Regions from separate parts of the Mus musculus genome. Here regions 1, 2, 3, 4 and 6 are each linked to region 5. The links are chromatin contacts, called in public Hi-C, HiChIP or PLAC-seq, Micro-C and promoter capture Hi-C maps. All regions are on one chromosome and are shown on one strand. The core of a region is the stretch at or near the end of the contact, and the rest is flanking DNA. Distances in the headings are between cores, read along the strand shown.

What was found. Promoter capture Hi-C pulls out the DNA fragments that hold promoters and counts their contacts. A called contact is a pair of places that touch in the nucleus more often than the background predicts. HiChIP or PLAC-seq counts read pairs in DNA pulled down with a chosen protein or histone mark. Capture Hi-C pulls out chosen DNA fragments and counts their contacts.
Region 1: a contact with region 5 is called in a promoter capture Hi-C map of adipose tissue. The contact joins the promoter of Dnph1 here to the promoter of Ptk7 in region 5. A contact is called at or near these places in 1 of 15 datasets of contacts at CTCF or cohesin (the NIH/3T3 cell line), 2 of 484 Hi-C or Micro-C datasets (B cells and embryonic stem cells), 3 of 115 datasets of contacts at active chromatin or transcription factors (the SCID.adh cell line and embryonic stem cells) and 3 of 9 other capture datasets (adipose tissue, liver and pancreatic islet).
Region 2: a Micro-C map of embryonic stem cells shows a contact between it and region 5, with 2.3 times the contacts expected there. The contact joins the promoter of Slc22a7 here to the promoter of Ptk7 in region 5. A contact is called at or near these places in 4 of 39 promoter capture datasets (the 3T3-L1 cell line, cranial neural crest, frontonasal cranial neural crest and 1 more), 3 of 484 Hi-C or Micro-C datasets (DN3 thymocytes, the HL-1 cell line and embryonic stem cells), 3 of 115 datasets of contacts at active chromatin or transcription factors (the SCID.adh cell line, embryonic hindbrain and embryonic stem cells) and 3 of 9 other capture datasets (adipose tissue, liver and pancreatic islet).
Region 3: a promoter capture Hi-C map of neural stem cells shows a contact between it and region 5. The contact joins the promoter of Zfp318 here to the promoter of Ptk7 in region 5. A contact is called at or near these places in 6 of 39 promoter capture datasets (the HPC-7 cell line, cranial neural crest, frontonasal cranial neural crest and 3 more), 2 of 484 Hi-C or Micro-C datasets (both in embryonic stem cells) and 1 of 9 other capture datasets (adipose tissue).
Region 4: a Hi-C map of cerebellum shows a contact between it and region 5, with 1.5 times the contacts expected there. The contact joins the enhancer-like site here to the promoter of Ptk7 in region 5. A contact is called at or near these places in 1 of 39 promoter capture datasets (cranial neural crest), 1 of 484 Hi-C or Micro-C datasets (cerebellum), 4 of 115 datasets of contacts at active chromatin or transcription factors (embryonic stem cells and epiblast stem cells) and 1 of 9 other capture datasets (pancreatic islet).
Region 6: an H3K27ac HiChIP or PLAC-seq map of microglia shows a contact between it and region 5, with 6 times the contacts expected there. The contact joins the promoter of Bicral here to the promoter of Ptk7 in region 5. A contact is called at or near these places in 3 of 115 datasets of contacts at active chromatin or transcription factors (bone marrow-derived macrophages, embryonic stem cells and microglia) and 1 of 9 other capture datasets (pancreatic islet).

What each region holds. Positions count from the first base shown.
Region 1 is chr17:46,495,140-46,498,251 of GRCm38.p6, reverse strand. It overlaps Dnph1 (2'-deoxynucleoside 5'-phosphate N-hydrolase 1), which reads right to left and starts at 1,463. Exons shown (of 4, transcript NM_207161.3): 1 at 1,280-1,463. The coding sequence starts at 1,442.
Region 2 is chr17:46,436,962-46,440,160 of GRCm38.p6, reverse strand. It overlaps Slc22a7 (solute carrier family 22 (organic anion transporter), member 7), which reads left to right and starts at 1,684. Exons shown (of 10, transcript NM_144856.2): 1 at 1,684-2,164; 2 at 2,735-2,838; 3 at 2,928-3,082; 4 at 3,184-3,199. The coding sequence starts at 1,772. It overlaps Gm36541 (a long non-coding RNA gene), which reads right to left and starts at 3,110. Exons shown (of 3, transcript XR_385613.3): 1 at 2,719-3,110; 2 at 2,466-2,502; 3 at 2,081-2,382. It also overlaps the pseudogene Gm5093.
Region 3 is chr17:46,382,145-46,385,372 of GRCm38.p6, reverse strand. It overlaps Zfp318 (zinc finger protein 318), which reads right to left and starts at 1,607. Exons shown (of 10, transcript NM_207671.4): 1 at 1,043-1,607. The coding sequence starts at 1,534.
Region 4 is chr17:46,852,668-46,856,075 of GRCm38.p6, reverse strand. It overlaps a transcript of Bicral not described here. Among named protein-coding and RNA genes, the nearest start is that of Bicral, 23 kb to the right of the region's middle. Within about 2 kb of position 1,280, at least 73 of the 459 cell types and tissues checked have an H3K27ac peak or open chromatin away from gene starts, as enhancers often do. A contact at or near this core is called in cerebellum, where this site is marked.
Region 5 is chr17:46,628,083-46,631,593 of GRCm38.p6, reverse strand. Ptk7 (PTK7 protein tyrosine kinase 7) reads left to right here and starts at 2,090. Exons shown (of 20, transcript NM_175168.4): 1 at 2,090-2,326. The coding sequence starts at 2,272. Klc4 (kinesin light chain 4) reads left to right here. Exons shown (of 16, transcript NM_001357130.1): 16 at 521-965. The coding sequence ends at 571.
Region 6 is chr17:46,830,046-46,833,485 of GRCm38.p6, reverse strand. It overlaps Bicral (BRD4 interacting chromatin remodeling complex associated protein like), which reads left to right and starts at 2,073. Exons shown (of 11, transcript NM_001100452.1): 1 at 2,073-2,535; 2 at 3,373-3,421. The coding sequence starts at 2,495.

The DNA of each region.
Region 1 (3,112 bases), core at 214-2,713, 130 kb after region 5:
GAAGAACAAAACAGCCACAAGAAAAATGCAATCCTGTTCACGGAGGCACGTGTGGGTGGGGCTGGGTGCGTGTGGGGAAAAGGTCTGACTCACCCGGAATCCAAGGGGCGTGTCTGGGGTCAGAGAGCCAGGATCACAGTTTCCAGTTTGAATCAACTCTGCTGTTTAGGACGGTAAGGCTCTGCAGGTGGCAGAGCAGAACCACACTGTCTAAAACTTCTTTTGTGAGCCTGAGGATCATGGCTCATAGCACTAATCCCAGCCCCGGGAGCAGAGGCTGGGGAAATCTGTGAGTTCCAACACAGCCTGGTCTACACTGTAAGTACCATGATGGCCAGGGATATGTAGAGAGACCCTGTCTCAAAAAACAAACTAACAAGTTGTGTGTAGCAGCAGGTGCCTGTAGTTCTAGCACTTGGGCGGTGAAGGCAGGAGGATGGCGAGTTCTAAGGCCATCCTTGGCTACAAGTCTGACGTCACTGTGCGTTTATGACAGCCTGTTTCCAAAATAAAGAAAAGAAAAAGAAAAAGCAAGAAAAGTGACTAGGGGAGAAAACCCAGATTCAAAGGTTTTCTCCAGGCTATCACACTCTGTAGACTGTTTTGTCTCATTTCTTTGAGACAGGGGTTAACTCTGTAGCCCAGGTTGGCCTGGAACTCATCCTACCCTCTGCCTCCAGAGTGCTGACATTGGCGCTGAAGGTGGAGAACTATCAACAAAACACACCATGCGCTAGCCAAGCATAAGCACAAACAGGTTCTTTCCAATCCCCTGGCATTTTTTGCCTACGATTGATTCTTTGTCTTTTAAAAGATTCTCCCAGAATTGCTTTAGAGTCCACAGCTTAGGAGTTTGTTCTTGCATGGGGCAAGGGAGATCTACTTAAAAGTTTTTGGAGCAGAAATACAAGAGTTCTAGGTACAACTTTCCTACTGGAGGAGTGCTTATCCAGACCAGCTTATCAAAGCCTTGCTAGCCCAAAGCTGGGTCTGGGCTGTCACTTGCTTCCAGTGTGCTGGACAGGGACACTTGACCTGCGCATGGAACGTACACATATAATCCAGGACCTTCCATAGCCAGCCGGTCCCCTAACCATTACGAGGTCCTAGTCTGCAGATCCCCTAGCCTCCGGTCTAGCCTGCGGGTCACATGAGCTGCGGGTTCCCCAGGTTGAATGTCTACTAGCCAGTGGGTCTCCTATCCGGCAAGTCCCTAGTCAGCCGGTCCCCTTAGCCTACAGGTCCCCAGCCTGCGAGTCTCCAGCCCGCGTCGCCTCACCACGCGGCTCCAACTCAGCATCAGCCACGTGCTCAGTGAGCACCTTCCCATAGCGCCGCAGCCGGGATACGATCCGCGAATACAGAGCTTGGTCTTCCCGCCCGCCGCGGATGCTCCCGCAGAAGTACACAGAGCATGGAACCAGCTCCCCGGATGCCGCCATCGCCGCGCGCGGGCAACCGCTGCCGCCGCTACCACGTGACCTGGGAAAGCGACTCCCAGAGGTAAGGGGACCTTCTTCAAGCTCGCTCTCTTCCCGGATAGGCTCTTCCCGAGCCAACCCGCTCATTAGTTCTGACTCCTCCCCGTGACCTGCCCCTCCCCAGCTCCTAGCTATTCAAGTAGTTCTGTACGGATCTCAGTGCTCTCAAACTCTGTACGGGATCCATAGGCAACTGTGATTGGCTCTCATTAATCTTTCCAAAATTTAAAAAAGATTGTTAACTTATTTTAAAAATATTTTATTATTCATACATGTATGTAGTGTTTTAATCAAATCTAACCCAGTCTCTCTCTCCCCTCCAATCCATCTTCTATCCCCTACACCAACTTCATTTTTATTTATTATTTAAAATAATTATTATCTTTGATTATTTTATTATTTTATGTGTATAGGTGTTGTGATGGTTTGTTTATCCTTGGGCCAGGGAGTGGCACCATTTGGAGGTGTGGCCTTGTTCAAATAGGTGTGACCTGGTTGGAATAGGTGTGTCACTGTGGGTGTGGGCATAAGATCCTCACCCTAGTTGCCTGGAACTCAGTCTTCCACTAGCAGCCTTTGGATGAAGATGTAGAACTCTCAGCAATGCCTGTGCCATGCCTGCCTGGATACTGCCATGCTCTCACCTTGATGATAATGGACTGAACCTCTGAACCTGTAAGCCAGACCCAATTAAATGTTGTTTTTTATAAGACTTGCCTTGGTCATGGTGTCTGTGCACAGCAGTAAAAGCCTAACTAAGACAGGTGGTTTGCCTGAGTTTATATCTCTACATCATGTGCATGCCTGATGCCCCAAGAAGCCAAAAGAGCACAATGAGCTAACCTGAAACTGGAGTTACAGACACAGTGAGCCACCATGCAGGTGCTGACAATCCAACCTGGGTCCTCTGGAGAGTGGCCAGTGCTGTTAACCACTGAACCATCTCTACAGCTTCCCTCCCTACCCACTGAGCCCATTAGTGCTACCTATGTGTGCACCGGTGTGGAACCATCTACTGGAACAAGTACAGGCAGCCTCTCAGGGTCGTGCCTGCCTCACCAGCTGTTAGCTGTCAGCAACGCTTCAGCTATTGGCATGGGGCCCTTCTCCACACAGGGTAGGGTTTGGACCAGCCTGATCGTGCACGGGCAGTCATAGCTTCTATGAGTTATGTGTGTAACCCCACTGTCATGTCCAGAAACAATGTTTTCATGGCAGTCCCTCTGTCTTTCAACCCACTCTTCCATGGAGATGGCCCATTTACATTCAAACACTCTACAGTCTCCGAGAGACCCTATTAATCTGCAAAAAGAAGCTCTTCTGACGAGGGCTAAGGAATGCTCTAATTGATGGGTACAGAGATATGGAATCGGGCAAGACGGTTACACTTTCTAGAGCCTGACTCCCCACCATTTCCATGGCCACCGCTCTGGCCCTGCCCCTCCCCAGATCTCCCCATTCCAGCTCTTCCTACCACAGTCTGCTAGCCACTCTGAGGAGATGGAGAGCCCCTCAGTGACCCCACCTTAGTTAGGATAAAACCAGGGGGGGCCAGTGGCCCACAAGTTACAGAAGAGCTGTGAAATGCATTATTCTATCAAGGACATGGCCATTGCCGCTGCCACCAGCAC
Region 2 (3,199 bases), core at 435-2,934, 190 kb after region 5:
GCCATCTTCCCTGCCCCTCCTCCACCTTTTAAAAGTTATTTTGTGCTTCCTGTTCTCCACCATGGCGCAAGATCAAGGGGAAAAGGAGAACCCCTTGCGGGAACCGCGCATCCGCAAGCTCTGCCTCAATATCTGCGGAGACAGACTGACCCGGGCAGCCAAGGTGTTGGAGCAGCTCACAGGCCAGACCCCGGTGTTCTCCAAAGCTAGATACACTGTCAGGTCCTTTGGCATCCGGAGAAATGAGAAGATTGCCGTTCACTGCACAGTCCGCGGAGCCAAGGCAGAGGAAATTCTGGAGAAAGGTCTGAAGGTGCGGGAGTATGAGTTGTGGAAAAATAACTTCTCGGATACTGGAAACTTTGGTTTTGGACTTCAGGAACACATTGACCTGGGCATCAAATACGACCCAAGCATTGGGATCTACGGCCTGGACTTCTATGAGGTACTGGGTAGGCCAGGGTTCAGCATCGCAGACAAGAAGCGCAGAACAGGCTGCATTGGGGCCAAACACAGAATCAGCAAGGAGGAGGCCACGCGCTGGTTCCAGCAGAAGTACGATGGGATCATCCTTCCTGGAAAATCAACTTTTTCCAAAAAGCCAATAAAATTTTCTCAGAAATGCAAAAAAAAAAAAAGTTATTTTGTTGTTCTATAATTTATGCAACTGTTACATAATTTTCAACTCAAATTATACAACTCAGCATGACGGCACCGGCACCACAATCAGTTGTAGAGCGAACCTTCTGGTCATCCACAGAGACGCCCCTCCCCACCAATCACCATGCACTCATTTGCTGGCACTTAGCCCCGCAGAAGCCTCGGGCCTTCCCTAACCTTCCAGGTTCTTCTTTGCAACCCTGGGAAACGTCATCCAGGATGCTCTTAAAGAGGCAGACTGGACTGCAGATGAAAATTCCTGGGCTGGAGAGATGGCTCAGCGGTTAAGAGCACCGACTGCTCTTCCGAAGGCCCTGAGTTCCATTCCCAGCAACCACATGGTGGCTCACAACCATCCATAACAAGATCTGGTGCCCTCTTCTGGAGTGTCTGAAAGATAGCTACAGTGTATTTACATATAATAAATAAATAAATCTTTTTAAAAAAAAAAAAAAGAAAGAAAGAAAGAAAAAAGAAAATTCCTGAGACCCCCACACAGGGCCAGCACAGTCTCAGAGGTCACCTCAGAGGTCACTTAGGTTAGGGCGTCCATTCCAGACATGGCCAAGGGCTATGGGGAAAGTTTGGGGTTTATCAGAGGCTCCCTTACCCAAGGGGAGTCCAGCCCTCATCCTGAGTCCTGGGCTGTGAGTCAAACTGTGCTGTGCTTGCAAATAGACAAGGCTGGCTGACCTAAAGTTTCACAGGACAAAGGCTACCCAGGACAGCAGGCACTATACCCAGGGGACCTGTTTACCTTACATAGCCCTGAAGGTCTAATCAGTAGCTCAGGCCTCACTCAATCCACACCTGGCTGCCCTCCTATGCCAGCCCTTGGCTCTGCTACCTGTTCTCTGAGCTCCAATGTGTAAAGGCCAGAGTACACCAGGACCTCTGAGGAATGGTGGCCTTTCCCCTTAGGTAGGATCCATTGATGTGTAGATGATGTGGGAGGGCCCAGGTCTGGGCCAGCCTCTGGGGGGCTGGATTCTGGCTACAGACTCTGCACTCATCAGTACAACTATTCCCACCTCCAGAGTCCAAGGGCACATGTAGCAAGCAGGTTGACCGATCCTAGGTACTATAGAGGCACACCTGGTGGGTGGAGGGCATGGGCTTCGAAGAGCTGCTGCACAAGGTGGGTGGCTTTGGGCCTTTCCAACTGCGGAATCTGGTGCTGCTGGCCCTGCCCCGATTCCTGCTCCCGATGCATTTTCTCCTGCCCATCTTCATGGCTGCTGTGCCTGCCCATCATTGTGCCCTGCCTGATGCCCCAGCCAACCTCAGTCACCAGGACTTGTGGCTGAAAACCCATCTACCCCGGGAGACTGACGGCAGCTTTAGTTCCTGCCTCCGCTTTGCCTATCCCCAGGCTCTTCCCAATGTCACCTTGGGAACAGAGGTGTACAACTCTGGGGAGCCTGAGGGTGAGCCCCTCACAGTGCCCTGCTCCCAGGGCTGGGAGTACGACCGCTCAGAATTCTCTTCCACCATTGCAACTGAGGTACCCAAGCCCAGAGGGTGCGGGATATGTGAGTGGGTTGAGCCAGCCATTACCTTGGGGGCAGGGGACCGGAGAGAACCTTCTTGCACTCTAAGGACTTTCATTCCCGTGTGGAGACCAGCCTGTAGCTTTAAAGCTGGGTTCAGTTCGTTTACTATAATTTACCCAAGGGCTAAGGCAGCTCCAGGGAGTTGGAACAGAGGCTGAAAAGGACATCTCTGTAGTAAAAGATAGAGAAACTGTGGAAGCCTCCATCCTTTTCTCCCCTCTGCCTCATTCCTGTCCCAGGTCTGAGATTTACCTGAGTCATCCCGAGAGGAAGGGTGGGTGGAGTCTCCCTGCGGAGAGACAACAGGATTCCTTGGTGGCCGTGATGGACCTCTGTGGGAAAGCACTGAGCTCTAGGACTAGGGAGAGGCAAAGTCTTCCCTTTCTAGTGCTGAGGTTGATAGCTAGGGATGGGGGAATCTTCTGAAACGGTCAGGGCTGCCTGGGAGTCTGGAGAGGAGGGACATCGTGGCTGGAGAGGGGCTCTTACAGATCCGACAACTTACCCGCCTGTCTCTGCAGTGGGATCTGGTGTGTCAGCAGAGAGGCCTGAACAAAGTTACATCCACGTGCTTCTTCATCGGCGTGCTGCTGGGGGCTGTGGTGTACGGATACTTGTCTGACAGGTGAAATAAGGGACCGGTGTTGGGGACAGGCCTCATCACCTGTATCTGGGCATCCCTGTGGGGACCTGACCTCGCATGGCCCTTGGCAGGTTTGGCCGGCGCCGGCTTCTGCTGGTGGCCTACGTGAGCACCCTGGCGCTGGGCCTGATGTCTGCAGCCTCGGTCAACTACATCATGTTTGTCACCACCCGCATGCTCACCGGCTCAGCCCTGGCTGGTTTTACCATCATTGTACTTCCGTTGGGTGAGGCGAGGCCTGGAGGGAGGCTGCGGGGGTGGGGTGGGGTGGGGGGGTGGAGGAAGATGGGTCCATTTGGCCCCTGCTAATGGTCTCTCTGTCCCCAGAGTTAGAGTGGCTGGA
Region 3 (3,228 bases), core at 358-2,857, 250 kb after region 5:
GAGATGACAGGATAGCCTGGGGGCTTCCCTTGAAGCATGAGGTAAATGTTCGGGTGGTAAGAGAAAGCATTTTCCTATGGGACGGAGAACTGGAGCTGGAGTGAGTACAGCACCCAGAAGGGGGAGGCTGCAGTATTCTACTCGATTCCTCTCTAGTGAGGGCTTTGAGAAGTCTTCACAATGTGACAAATCAGTTTATGACCAGAACACTAGGGCACTGTAGTGCCAGCTGAGGGGTCACTATCACACCTGCACCTTTATTTAAAATTAGGATGCTAAGATTCCAAATCGGGTTTTACAGTTTTGTAAGCCCTACTGAGTACTACTCAGCTACACCCACCACAACCATAAATTAATCCCACATTTTGTCCCTCCAGCAGCAGCACATTTTAACATGTAAAATCGCAGGCTGTGAGAATCCAACATGTGAGCTGAACCACAGCTCCATCACTTGTGTGTCACCTTGATCAAGCTACTTAAACCTCTCTGAGCTGGTTCCTTGGCTGTGATAACACCTATTGCTATTGCTTTACCTCAAGGGACCGTGAGCCCTAAAAGATTGCTGGTAGCTGCTCTTGTGTCTCTAGCTGATGGCAGCAATCACAATGATTGATTATGCACACCTCTCGTCGGAATAACAGCTATAACTGAGACTCCATGACAGCTAAAGCATCCAGTCTGCTTTGGTTCAAGCTTTCCTCACTGGCCACCAGGCATTTCAGATGTTCTGCTAAACTCGGGCCTTAAAGCAACGAATTTGATCAAACCCAAAGGGAAACGCCAAAGCGCCAGTCAGTATGGATGAAATGCCCCTCGCCTTGGAGAACTTTTCCACATAGCAAGAGCGAAAGCCTCTTCCCCCTAGAAACCGGGCGTCCTGTTCTGTTCCAACACGGGTGACCGAACGGGTCCCGGGTCCGTTATTGTGTAAAGGAGGCACCCAGGACTGTCAGGGAGCGGGGAAGACTCGGACATTCGGACTCTGGCCTGAGGGCCCGGGGGCTGGGGACATGGGGGCAACATGGGCGAAGGGTGGGATTACCCGACTGCCGCCGCCGCCGCCTGGATGGTCTCCGCGGCCGTCCCGGGCGAAGTCGGCGCGGGACTCGCCTCGAATGCTGCCTCGGAAGCCACCCAGGCCAGGTGGGTAGTGTCGCCGGCTCCGCGGTGGCGACGGGGAGCCGCGACGGGCGCGCGGCGGGGACGGGGAGCCACGACGACCCCGCGGAGGGGATGGCGAGGCCCGGCGGCCGCGGGTCGGAGACGGTGAGGCCCGGCGGCCGCGGGGCGGGGACGGGGAGCCGCGACGACCCCGAGGCGGGGACGGCGAGGCCCAGCGGCCGCGGTGGCCTGAGGGCGAGCGGTGGCGGCGGGCGGGGAGCCGCAGCGAGGAGCAAGAGGGCGGCGGCGGCGACGAGGGGCGGCGTGTGGGGCCTGAGGAGGCGCCCACGGGACGGCCCGGCGGAGGGCCGCTCGCGCTGCCGTCTTTCGACCGGTGCGAAGAGACGGAGGAGCGGGAGCCACTGCGGTACATGGCTACCGGGAGCGCCGCGGACGCCGCTCGGGAGCGTGCCGCCACAGCCGCAGGCACCGCCGCCGCGGACACCGCAGCGCGCCGCCCTCGCGGACGGAGCGGCCCCCTCCCCGCGGCCCCGCCCCACCGGCCAGCGGTTGGAGGGCGCGGGTACGCGCCGACACGCCACACCCCCTCGTCCTCCCAGGCTCTCCCGCGGCTGGACGCGGAGAGCGGCCTCAGGAGCCGGGAGCCGTGGGGCGGAGCGCTGAGCCTGCGCGAGCACCAGGGGCGCGCGCCCTGAAGTGCGCAGGCCCCGCCTTTCGGCCCCGCGCAAAATGGCGACCGGCGAGCCGCCCACCCCCTACTCCCCCGGAGACCACGTGATGCAGAGAGACCACCCCTCTCCTCCTCCCGGCGCGGTGGGCGGGGCCGGAGAGCCCGGTGAGTGGGCGGGGCCAGGTTGTAGCGGAGGCCTCAGTAGCTTGGTTCCCAGGCTCCTGGAGCGTGCGTGCCCATAGCAATCCACCTGCTTTACAGAAATGATTATATATAGTGAGAAAGCAAACGACCCCCTACACTCACACCTAAACCCTGTCAGAAGCTACGAACCTCAACGAGTGTCCATCCCTTTTCCCCCAGAGGAAGCTTGACGTAGTCGGGTAACTTTCCAGTCCAATAACTTATAGAGGTTTAAATCGAGAAATGAGAAAGTACAGAAAAGTGAAAGTCAAACACAACAGACATCAGTAAAATTTCCAGATGTTCTAGCCAAGCATTACAGTAAAATGGTGGTGAAGGCCACTGTCGGAGCAACCCATACCGTGACAGGCCTGGCAAGTGTTTTGAGATATCAGTGGTGCAGAAACACATGGAGGCAAAAACTCATACACAGAAAATAGAAATAAATGTTTAAAAAGAAAAAGACAAGACCCTAAGGGTCAGTCAAAACATAGGAAAATAGGGCCTGGGTAGAGATGGCTCCGGAGGTCTTTTTTCTAGCACCTTCGTGGTAGTTCACAACCATTTGGGGCTCCAGTTTCAGAGGATCTCACACCATGAAAAAACCAAAAGTGAGGAAATATGTTGAACCTAGACAATAGCTTCATATTTTTCACCAGCTAAACATAAATCTTGAATTTGTGTAAAAATCACATTTCTGAGCCAGGCATTGGTGGCACAAACTTTTTAATCCTAGTACTCAGAGGCAGAATCAGGCAAATCTCAGAGTTCAAGGTCAACCTGGTCTACAGAGAGAATTCCAGGGCAGCCAGGGCTATACTGAGAAACCCTGTCTCGAAAAACAAAAAACAAAAACAAACAAACAAACAAAAAACACCAAAAAACAAGAATCAGATTTCTGAAAAGAAAAAAATATGACTTTGTTAATTTGTTTTTAAATTATGTTTAAAATATAAGCCGATTTGCTTATTTATAAATGTCATAAGCTTCCTATTTCAGAATAAAAATCTTGCTTCTGTCCCTTTTTTTTTGAGAGTCAGGTTTCACTATGCAGCCTTAACTGGTCTGGAATTTCCTATGTAGATCAGGCTAGCCTTGAAGTCATGGACCTCCCACCTGGCACCAGTATAAAAATGTTACCAGCTGTATTCCCTTACACTTGTTTGCTTTATCCTATATTATTGATATAATTTGTAAATATACGTTATTTTGATGAAAAAGCTAATCTACCAGAGGTATGTGCCCTGTCTTTA
Region 4 (3,408 bases), core at 31-2,530, 230 kb before region 5:
GGAAATCCGCCTGCCTCTGCCTCCCAAGCACTAGGGATTAAAGGTGTGCGCCACCACCGCCCGGCATACTTTTTCATTTTGTAAAAACCAAGTTTCCTTATATAGATAAATACCGGGCAGGTGTGTAGAGGTCTTAAAACGTTACAGGAGAGGAGGAAGGTCTGGGAAGCTCTGGAGGCACTGGGAGATGGAAATAGTTAATTTTCTAGTGGTTAAAAGTCACAGTGTGTGGTGCTCTTTGTGTCTGAATACAGTAGGTAGGCAGTGGATGTTAGGGACTGCCATACATTGAACACTTCCAGAAAGTGTTTAGTGCTTTAAATACTTGTGGCTTACTCATGACAGACTGTTTTTATTAATCTAGTTCAGGCTAGTAGCCATTTTAAGCAGCAAAAATTGCATTCCCCCACAAAGTTCCACACTGAATCTGACCATCAGAATTAACTGGGAGGTGCTTTAAAATACAGATCTGCCATCTCCATTATTTACCAAGATGAGCTGTGGTCAGTTTTAGCGTGGCACTCCACCTCCAGGACTGAAATTCCGGCCTCATCAGGGAGAAGTTGGAATGAGAGTCCATTGTTTGAGAGCCCATGGGGACAGCTAGTACTCTCGCCGATTTAGAACTAGACTGTACTAGACTAGAACTTGATGTGCGGGAGGGGGCAACATCGGATTTTCGGTCCATATTATTTTGGTTTGAGTGACAGCTCATTATTTTTCCCTTTCTTCCTGCCATGTATTAAAGTCATTTAAAGCTTTTTTTTTTTTTGTAGAGAATTTAGATATCATGAGATTTTTAAATCTTAGTACTGAGTCTGCTTCTGAGTGTTACTGGAGGGTTTTTTAAATTACATTTCCTTTCTACCACATGGGTCCTGAGGATTAAACTCGGGTCGTTGGGCTTACAGTGAATCACCTTTCCCCTCGGCCATCTCTGTGGCCCTATTACTGGAGTACTTAGGGCAAAAGCCCTGGCTCTGGCCCTACCAACAGGCCAGACTCCACGCTGGTCTAGGTACACCAATAAAAGAGGAGTAGGGGTGAAAAGCTGACACATTGTGGCCTCATTGAGACTAGGGACAGGTCAAGAGACTTATCAAACCCTTCTTGCAGGCACTGACATTACCCAGAATTCCATCCTCAGCGGGTTTTGATGTTACACAGGAAAAATGGCCAGGAAAGCAGGAGGTGGAGGTGGAAGGAAGGAGTCCGGTTCCCCGTGTAGTCTGGTTCCCGAGAAACTAGTGGCTTGTGCTCCAAGCAGCCACCTCATCCCGGATCCGGGCAGCCCCAGCCCTGCAGGCCCACAGCCCCTGGAGGCCCTTGCCACAGGGATGTTATCAGTCCTGTTTGTTCCTAGAATTCAAGGTGACTCAAGAGGAAAGATTAAGATAGGACACCGAGCTAGAGAGAAATCAGATAGGCCAGTAACTGCCCGCCTTCAAGTCCAGCCAAGCCGAGTAGACAGGATAGCTGTGTAGCTTAAAAGGTTTTCACTTGCATGTGGACACAAAGCCCAAAAGCTTTTAAAACCGTGGTTTCTCTAAAATAGTCTAGTTTATAGGGAAAGAATCATTAAAAGTAGTGGTGAGTGGAATTTAAAACAAGACATCTGAACTCATGGAATTCACAGCCAGTGGGAGAAAACCTGTAAGCTGGAGGTTTCATATGAGTTGGGAGTAGCCCTTGCTGCCTAGTAAGTTTCTCCGAAGGCATGAGCTGTGCTAGCCACCTCAGAAGCAGGGTTTGTCGTTCCAAGCCGCCTGTGTAGAGCAGACTGAAAGGGAGCGAAGGCTGCCGAGCTTCTCTGGAGCTGCTGTGATTAGGCCACTTAGGGAATTCTTAGATTTGTCCTAATTGCAGTGAGAAGCTATGGTCTAAGGGAGTAGGGTGGGGATTTGAACTCAGGGCTGCAAGCATTGCTAACGAGCAATCCACTGCGGAGGATTTTTGTTTTGAAACTTCAGTATCATAGTCGTGCTTAATTGCTTGGGCTCAAGTTTTGTGTTCATGTGATCCTCCTGCCTCAGTTTCCTAGTCCTAGGACTACCAGTGCAGAAGTGCTCATGTTCTTTATAGACGATTTGACCGCTGTGTAAAAGGTAGGGATTAGAAAGGTTTGCACTGTAGTCTGGTCCTGCAAGAGCGGAAGGAATCAAGAATGTCTTCTCAGCCGGGCGTGGTGGCGCACGCCTTTAATCCCAGCACTCGGGAGGCAGAGGCAGGCAGATTTCTGAGTTCGAGGCCAGCCTGGTCTACAAAGTGAGTTCCAGGACAGCCAGGGCTATAAAGAGAAACCCTGTCTTGAAAAACCAAAAAAAAAAAAAAAAAAAAAAAAAAGAATGCCTCTCATTTATGCTTCTCATTTATGGGCCAAGCTTTGAGTGGCTGACGGTGCCACTTAGAATTTGGAGACGACCAGAAGAGGACTAGCTGGCAAGGGATGGTGACAGGATTCATATGCCACTTGTTGGGTACCAAAATTGAGCTGTTAGAAGTCACTGGCTGGTGGGTGTGTCCTGGGAGCAGCCCAAGTCATGTGAGAGCACAGAAGTGGACCAAGCTGTGCAAGGACAGTAGTGTGCCCAGTGGAATGCTGAGGAGTTAGGCCGTGGCGGCATGCCCACCCATCTGACAAGCAGCTTCTCTGCCGTGTGAGTTGAAGGGCTGGGCTCAAAGAGTGGGGAGTAAATACTGCAGCGGGGTTACAGCCTCATTTTGAGTACTTGGTGTGGGGAGAGAATGTGTGTGTGTAGGTCTGTCAAGTCTTTCATCTTTAACATGGTTCTGGAGATCAAACCCAAGGCTTAGGCACTTTACCTCCAGAGCCATTTTCCAACATTTTCACATGAGCTGAGAGTATCTACCCAAGAGGGAGAGATTAATAAAACAGCAAGTCTGATAAAGGGGCAGGATTCTTGAGAAAGGACAAAGAATTTCAGATCTAAGAACAAGGTTTATCAGGGTGGGAGGAGAGTGGAGTGAAGGCAGAAAAGAAGAGCAGGAGTTAGAGGGAGTGAAACCTCGGAGGCGGGGATGGAGGGCAGGCTGTGGTGCTCTCACGCATGGCCAGCATCTTGCAGGAAGAACAGGTGGCGGCTGGTTTCAGAAGGAAGTTGTTGGTCATCTCGGGCTGCAGGGCAAGTGGGACATAAGACACCTGCAGGCTGCTGCCTGGAGCCCTGAGTCTGCGCACTGAGAGCTCTGTACTGCTGTGCTGTTTCCCAGCCCCAGTTTGACTTTTTGACCTTTGCACAGTTGCACTGGGGAGAGGGAGAGGTGTTGAGGGAAGAAAGTATCCAAAGGATGCCAGTGGAAATGTATAAAACCCTTAACCAGCTGGCTCCTCTTTGAGGCAGCTGGTAGTACTTTTTCTTAGGTTCGTGTCCCTTGAACTGGCTACAG
Region 5 (3,511 bases), core at 841-3,340:
GCATTTAAAGCCAGCCTGGTCTACAGAGTTCCAGCACGGACAGGGTGACACAGAAACCTGGTTTGAAAGAGAAGAGAAAGACAGACAGACAGATAGACAGACAGAGACAGAGAGAGAGAGAGTTTCTGGCTAAAGGATTCAGTCAGAATTATTCAGGAGAGTACCAGCCACTGGTGCTCTCTAAGCTGGTAATAATTCAGAGTGACTTAGAGCTGCTGGCCGTGTCTTACTCCTTCCCTTGAGGTCTCAGTGAGGAAGTAGGAACACCAGCAGCATGAAGTCTCCCTTAGAGAAAGCAGGCAACACTGCCAGCCAGTTCAACACAGTGAGCTCTTGGGTCAGCTCATTCACTGTGCAAGCCAGCATTCTTGCCCAGGTTTCGTCCCGTAGCTCCTCCAGTAGACCGTGCCTAAGCAAAGTCCTAGAGCTTAGGTTGAGGTTAGAAATTCCATCTTTAGTCTCTGCAGAGCAGGCAGACTCCAGGAGTTTGCAGTGATGTGTGGTTGCTGGTCTCTTTCAGGTCTCCCGGGGCCTCAGCGCCAGCACTGTGGACCTTTCTTCAAGTAGCTGACATTCAACTCCCTCTTTTAGTCTGCTGGGTCCCCACAGCCCTTACAGCATTCCCCATGGCTCCTGTCTCTTCCCCAACTCAATAGGATGGTGAAGAGGGAGCGGTGTATGTGGTAGATTGCTGCTTCTAGGGTCTAGGCTCCTTCCCTGGGAACCCCCCTTCGGAAGGGCCCTCAGGATAACATGATCTCTACTTTGGAGTCCTCTAGAGTAGCTGACTGAGGCTCCCAAGGTGGGAGAAAGTGGGTCTGCACCTCAGGGATGCGCCTGATGCTGGCTCTTCTGTCAGTTTGGGGCTGGCCAACTGGGCTGCCTTGCCCTGGTCTCTTTTACCCTCTGCTGCCTCACTACAGGTCCACATATTTCACTGTTTCTTTAATAAATGAACCAGGTAACATTTTGTGTTCGGAGTCTTCATTGAAGACGTTGTTCAGGACCCTTCCTAGAAGGATGAGGGCAGTGGTAGTGTGCAGGACTGTTGAATTCTTGGCTCAATGGTTCCCTCCGTGTTTGTACCCTCTTTAGCAGGGCCTGGAGGAAGACTTCTGGGGGATGGGGAATGAGGCACACAAGAAGAAGGTGCTGTGGACGGGGTTGTCAGGGACATGTGGTGGCCATGTGGCAGGACCCTGGAGTCCTGGCGCCACTTCTCCTGCCTGTGAGGCCCTCTGTGGCTTCCTTCCCCCCTCCCAGCTGCTTGGGGGAAGGGAGGTCTAAGCAGGCCTGGGGGGCCCTCCAGAGCCAGAAGGGGGACAAGGCGCTATCCATCCTCTCTTGCATATCCTGGAGGCCTGTCAGCAGCTGGGGCCCATCTTCTAAAGCTTGACTTCTTCTGACCCGCCTCCCACACCCCTTGCTGCTTTCACAACAAAGAAAGAATGTGGGGGTGGTGGCGCTGGGGGTGGAGGGTGCCTGGAACAAGGGCTGCGTTGGGCCTCCCCACAGCTGGAGATTTGGCCATGCCCTGACACAGCCCAGACTGCTTGGAGATGGACTTGGGATGTATGTCTGTTTAATAGCTCTCGCTGGGGGTTGGAGCCCAGGGTTTCTACCTTGGGTTCAGATTTGTCCAGTGTCACGCACGCCCCTCCCCCTCCCTGGCTACATCTGTTCCACCGGGCACCACAGCTGTGCCCTCCTTGTCTTCTGAGACATCCTGGCTATGTCCTCCTTGCCTTCTTCTGAGACACCCTGCTGGTCTGTCTCATGCAGCACTTTGGGTTGCTTAACTCCAGCAACTTGGAGAATTCTGGGCAAACTATTGCTCCAGATCTCCAGGTAGGTTCAGAGGGCCTAACGGAGTTCTGAGAGTCACTTTGGTTCTCTTGCGTCCCAGTGGATAGATTAGGCGGTGGGAACAACACCCAGGTCTCCGGCACTCCCCTAAGACGGCCACTGCTGCTCCCCCCCCCCCCCATCATTCCCCAGATCCTTCTTTCTATTGCCAGCTCCTCCCCTCGACGGCGGGGAAGGGGGCGTCAGGGGGCGGGGCGCCGTGCAGGCGGAGAGGAGGGGGCGTCGGGGGCGTGGCTTGGCTGCGGCGGCGGCGCGCTCGAGGGCTTGGATGTACGGGGCGCGCGCGGCTCCAGCTCCGGACGCCTCGGGCTCGGGCTGTAGCTGCTGCGGCGGCCCCCGCGCTCCGGTCCGCGCGCCCGCTCGCCGTGTGCCTTGAACCTCGCTGCTCGTCTGCAGCCCGCCAGGATGGGAGCCCGCCCGCTGACTCTGCTCAGAGCCCTGCTTCTGCCGCTGCTGGCCGGTGAGTCCCCCGAGAACCGGGAGGATCCGAGCTGTGCTTTGAGAAGCGCGGGAGTCCCGGGGGCTGGAAGGGCCCTGGAGAGGTGGGCTGGGCAGTTGGGGAGGTGGAGAGGCTCGCTAGGGGCTCGAGGATCCTGGGTTGGCGACGCCCCCTACGCGGTGGCGACACGGTGCACTGGGGCGCGGGGACGCGTTTGCTGTGAGTTCTCTCCGCCCGATCCGAGAGTTTGCTCGAGCGTTGCCCGGAGTCGCTGGCTCCCAAGCTCTGCTAAGATCTCCCTTTTGGAGAAGCAGTGCCCTCCCATCCCGTGAAAAGGTGCGGACGCGGACACCCAGGAATGCCCCGGGCCTTGGAGCCCAGATGAGGGGGATAGGCCTGGCTCCCGATCCCGTCCGAGCTGACATGGGGCGCGCCTGGCGCGGAGCTTTGTTACCTATGCCGGCCCGACGCGCCCGGGTCCCTCCCTGCAAGTTCCGGGGCAAAGCTGGAACCCCAGATGGCCCTGCGGGTGAGGGCAGGTTAGACTGAGAAGTGCCTAATCTTCTCCTCCAACTAGGCCTTGAGCCTACTCGGTGCCAGGGTCGTATCCCTGGAGCGGAGGGTCCCAGGCTGTAGTGGTGACTAATGAGTGAAGGCCGCTGCCAAAATCGGGCATGGCCGGCTTGCCAAGGTGCGGACGGGCTTTGCTTTGCTGTTTCCTGGATTTCCATCCTGTCCGTGTGTCCGTGTTCTCGGAGGAAAGGATTGTCTCTCTTCCTAAGGGCAGAAAGGCAAAGAGAGAGATAGAACGAGAGAGAGAGAGAGAGAGAGAGAGAGAGAGAGAGAGAGAGAGAGAGAGAGCGCCCAACTCTGGCTTTTCGTGAAGGGTCTCTCTACTTTGGTGAGGGTGTGGCCCCCCCGCCCCCCCCCCCCATCTCCAGGGCAAACAAGGGGCACCCTGTCCCGCAGACTTTTATTTCCTGGCTGATCACACCTGAGAGTCGGTCACAACTAAGGTGTTGTAAGTGACTTAACCGGAAATCGCCAAGCCACCCATATACCCAGTCTGCTGGTCCAAATGACTCCCTCCTTACCTTCCAAGACAAAACTACCAGTGGTGGTCTGCGGAAACAGCCCTCCTTGGGGAGACAGTCTGCGGGGGTGGGGGTGGGGGTGTCTTAGTCCTTAACCTAAAAAGAACTTACT
Region 6 (3,440 bases), core at 824-3,323, 200 kb before region 5:
GCGGTTTGGGTGATGCTAAACATCAGACCCAGGCTTCACATGAGCTGAACCACTGAGCCCCATCTTCAACTTTAAAAATTAAGTATAGAAGGCACAAGCATGATCACGCATGCTTTTAATCCCAGCACTCTCCACAAAGGCCAGGGGGCTCTCCACGGTGAGTTCCAAACCAGCCAGGGGTACATAGTGAGATGCAGTCTCAAGAAAAAGAGAAGAAAGTTTATGGCGATAATAGGATTCTTCATTTGAATAGCCATGTTGAAGTAAAGAAATAATATATACTGTATAGGCCTAAAGATACATCATAATTGGACAGTTTATTCCGTGTGATTGTGATGTCTGGGAGGCGTGGTTTATAATGACATGAGCTGTGGCTAATGCTTGTAATCAGGACATAGCTTCTGTTTTGTGGCATTTGTTTGAGGCAGGTTCGTATGTAGCCTAGGCTGTCCTGGTACTCATTAGGTAGACCAGGCTGTCCTTAAACTTGCATCAGGCCTTCTGCCTCTGCCTCCCAAGGGCTGAAAATACAGATGTCACCTCGTCACCATGCCTGGCTTGTGTAACAAATCCAGCATACCCAGTTGATGATAGTTTTCCTGTTTCCTTCCCAGTCTTGTTTTCAAAAGTCATGTGTGCAGGAACATTGGTGCCAATGTGACCTCAAATGACTCCTGCCTGGGTCCTAAAGAGCCCATTTCTCATGGCTGGCTGCTCTTAGCTTCAGTAGCCAACAGCTTCTGCTTCATGTATCCCACTCTCCTTCCTTCTCCCTCACCCATCCTCTCTCCCCACCCTGCACTCTGCTCAGTGGATTATAATCAGCCCAGTCACTCCGCAACCCTTCGAATCCAGCCACCTACAGGAGGGTCCCACATCAGGAAACTTACCCTTCCACATTCTTCTAGAGTAGAGAAAGTGTCCTTCCCCGTGGCAGGAGGGAATACCACAGCTGTTAGGCCTTATGATTGGTTTGGAGGAACTAATGGGAGAAGGAAGTTTGAACAGAGAAAAATCTCTCCTTAAGACTCACCCTTCCCTCTGCCTTTTCTGGGTATGCCCCTCCTCTGGGCATCTCTTCAGGATTTCATTCCTGCGTCCAACTGCCGTTCACAACTGCCCTTTCCAACTGCTCCAGAACTCTTGGCCCTGGTGTTCTGTGATGTAAATTATTCCACGCATGGCTTGAAATGGGTGAGAAGCAGGGTTGCCAGGTGTCGGGTCACTAGTGTAAGTTGACTGGCTCTCGGGGGAGAACCACGGCTGGAATTTGTTCAGTTGTTACAGTCTGGGCCAGAGCTGTGCTGGCCATGCTTGTGGCTGCTGCAGGCAGAGAGAGGGAGCTCCGAGCTGCAGTGGGGAGAACTTGGGCTGCAGTTTCTACTTTAAACATTCCTGGTCCAGCTATGGACTATTCGGCATTGAACTTGGACAGTATTTCTGCACTGGGAAGCACCCAAGGCCCACGACCAGAGCCTGTATGGCTTGCACCACAGGGCCTCCTGGTCTGTCTCCAAATGTGGGGAGAACCCGCATTCTGCCTTCCCAAAGATCACCAAAATACGTTGAGAAGTCGGAGTTGCTCTCAGTGTTTAGACGCATCCGGTCACAACCCTGAAGGACTTCAGAATCTGAGAGCTTTCCTAAAGCAAAATTTTGTCTCTGCCCTTACTCATTCTACGTTTGATGGCATAAGTCCTCCTTCATGGTCTCTCTCGGGAATCTGCATGTGGCCGGTGGCTGCAGCTATCTTAGATGTGTCTAAACTCTTTGGACCTCTATGTTGAAACTGATTTATAGGAGAAACAATTTAAGTCAAAAATGTATTCAAGTAACTGTTAATTTCACATATTTCTACCTTTTTGTTGTTGTTGTTGTTTTTCGAGACAGGGTTTCTCTGTGTAGCCCTGGCTGTCCTGGAACTCACTTTGTAGACCAGGCTGGCCTCAAACTCAGAAATCCGCCTGCCTCTGCCTCTGCCTCCCGAGTGCTGGGATTAAAGGCGTGCGCCACTACGCCTGGCACCTTTTGTTTTTGTTTTTGTTTTTGTTTTTGTTTTTTGTTTTTGACATGGGGTCTCATGTAGCCCAGGCTGGCCTCAACCTTGTCATGTAGGCAAGGGTAGCCTTCACCTCCTGATCCTCCTGTCTCTGCCTTCCAACTCCTGGGATCAAGGTGTTTGCCAGTGTGTCTGGCTTGCTTGGCTATTTGTTTATTTACTTATGAGCTGCGGTCTTGCTATTGTCCAGGCTGACCTTGAACTCTTGGACTCAAGTTCCCTTCCTTACTGAGTCCTACCTGAGTGGCCAGGACTACTGGCAAATGACACTGTGCCCACCAGCCACAACATTTTTCCCATGGTAGGCTTGATAGGTGACTAGGGAAAGCTCCCGTGCTGACAGTTGTGTGGAGGCTCAGCGTGCTCCACTGCATCCATATTGCTGGCCGCCCTGCTCCGACTCACTGCCTCCCTCCCTCTCTCCTTGCAGTTGTCATGGATGATGACGATGACTCCTGTCTCCTCGATCTTATTGGGTAAGATGCTCCTGTGGGGCCCAGGGTGGACCGCTCGTGTGAGGTGTGAGGAGTAGAAAGAGCTCTGTAGCTATCTTAAGCTCCTGGCCTTTTAAAATAAAAAATAATACTTTACCATGGTTACAGCAATAACTAGCACAGAGAGTTTGTGTGTTTGTTTGTTTGTACTAAGATTTTGTTATACCAGGCAGTGGTGGCACACACCTTTAATCCCAGCACTTGGGAGGCAGAGGCAGAGGCAGGCAGATTTCTGAGTTTGAGGCCAGCCTGGTCTACAGAGTGAGTTCCAGGACAGCCAGGGCTACACAGAGAAACCCTGTCTCAGAAAACAAAAATAAATAAATAAACAAATAAATAAGATTTTATTTATTTTATGTATAAAGTACACTGTCATTGTCTTCAGAAGAGGGCATCAGATCACATACAGATGGTTGTGAGCCACCATGTGGTTGCTGGGATTTGAACTCAGGACATCAGGAAGAGCAGTCAGTGCTCTTAACTGCCACAGAAAGGTAGTTTTACACACAGGTCATAACTCAGCAACCCATTCCTTTTGGTTTTACTTGTTATTTTTTTTAGTAAGTCTGGGGATGGCAGGCCAGGGTGTTGCTTAGTTTTATTTTTAGCTCACCAAGCAAGGGCAAGGTCCAAGTTCACCCCCCAGGACTGAAGCAGTAGGCGCTTCCCAGAGACAGAAGTGTAGAAAATGGTTTAAAATGGAGAGATTTCACTGGAGCTAGTGTTTCGTTTCTTTTTGCCTTATATAACTATCAGCAGCTATTTACGTAGAAGTAGCAGTACTTACTTGTTTCACTCTCTCACTTCCTTCTTTTCTAGAGACCCACAAGCATTGAACTATTTTCTGCACGGACCTAGCAGTAAATCGGTAAGTGACAGACAAGTGT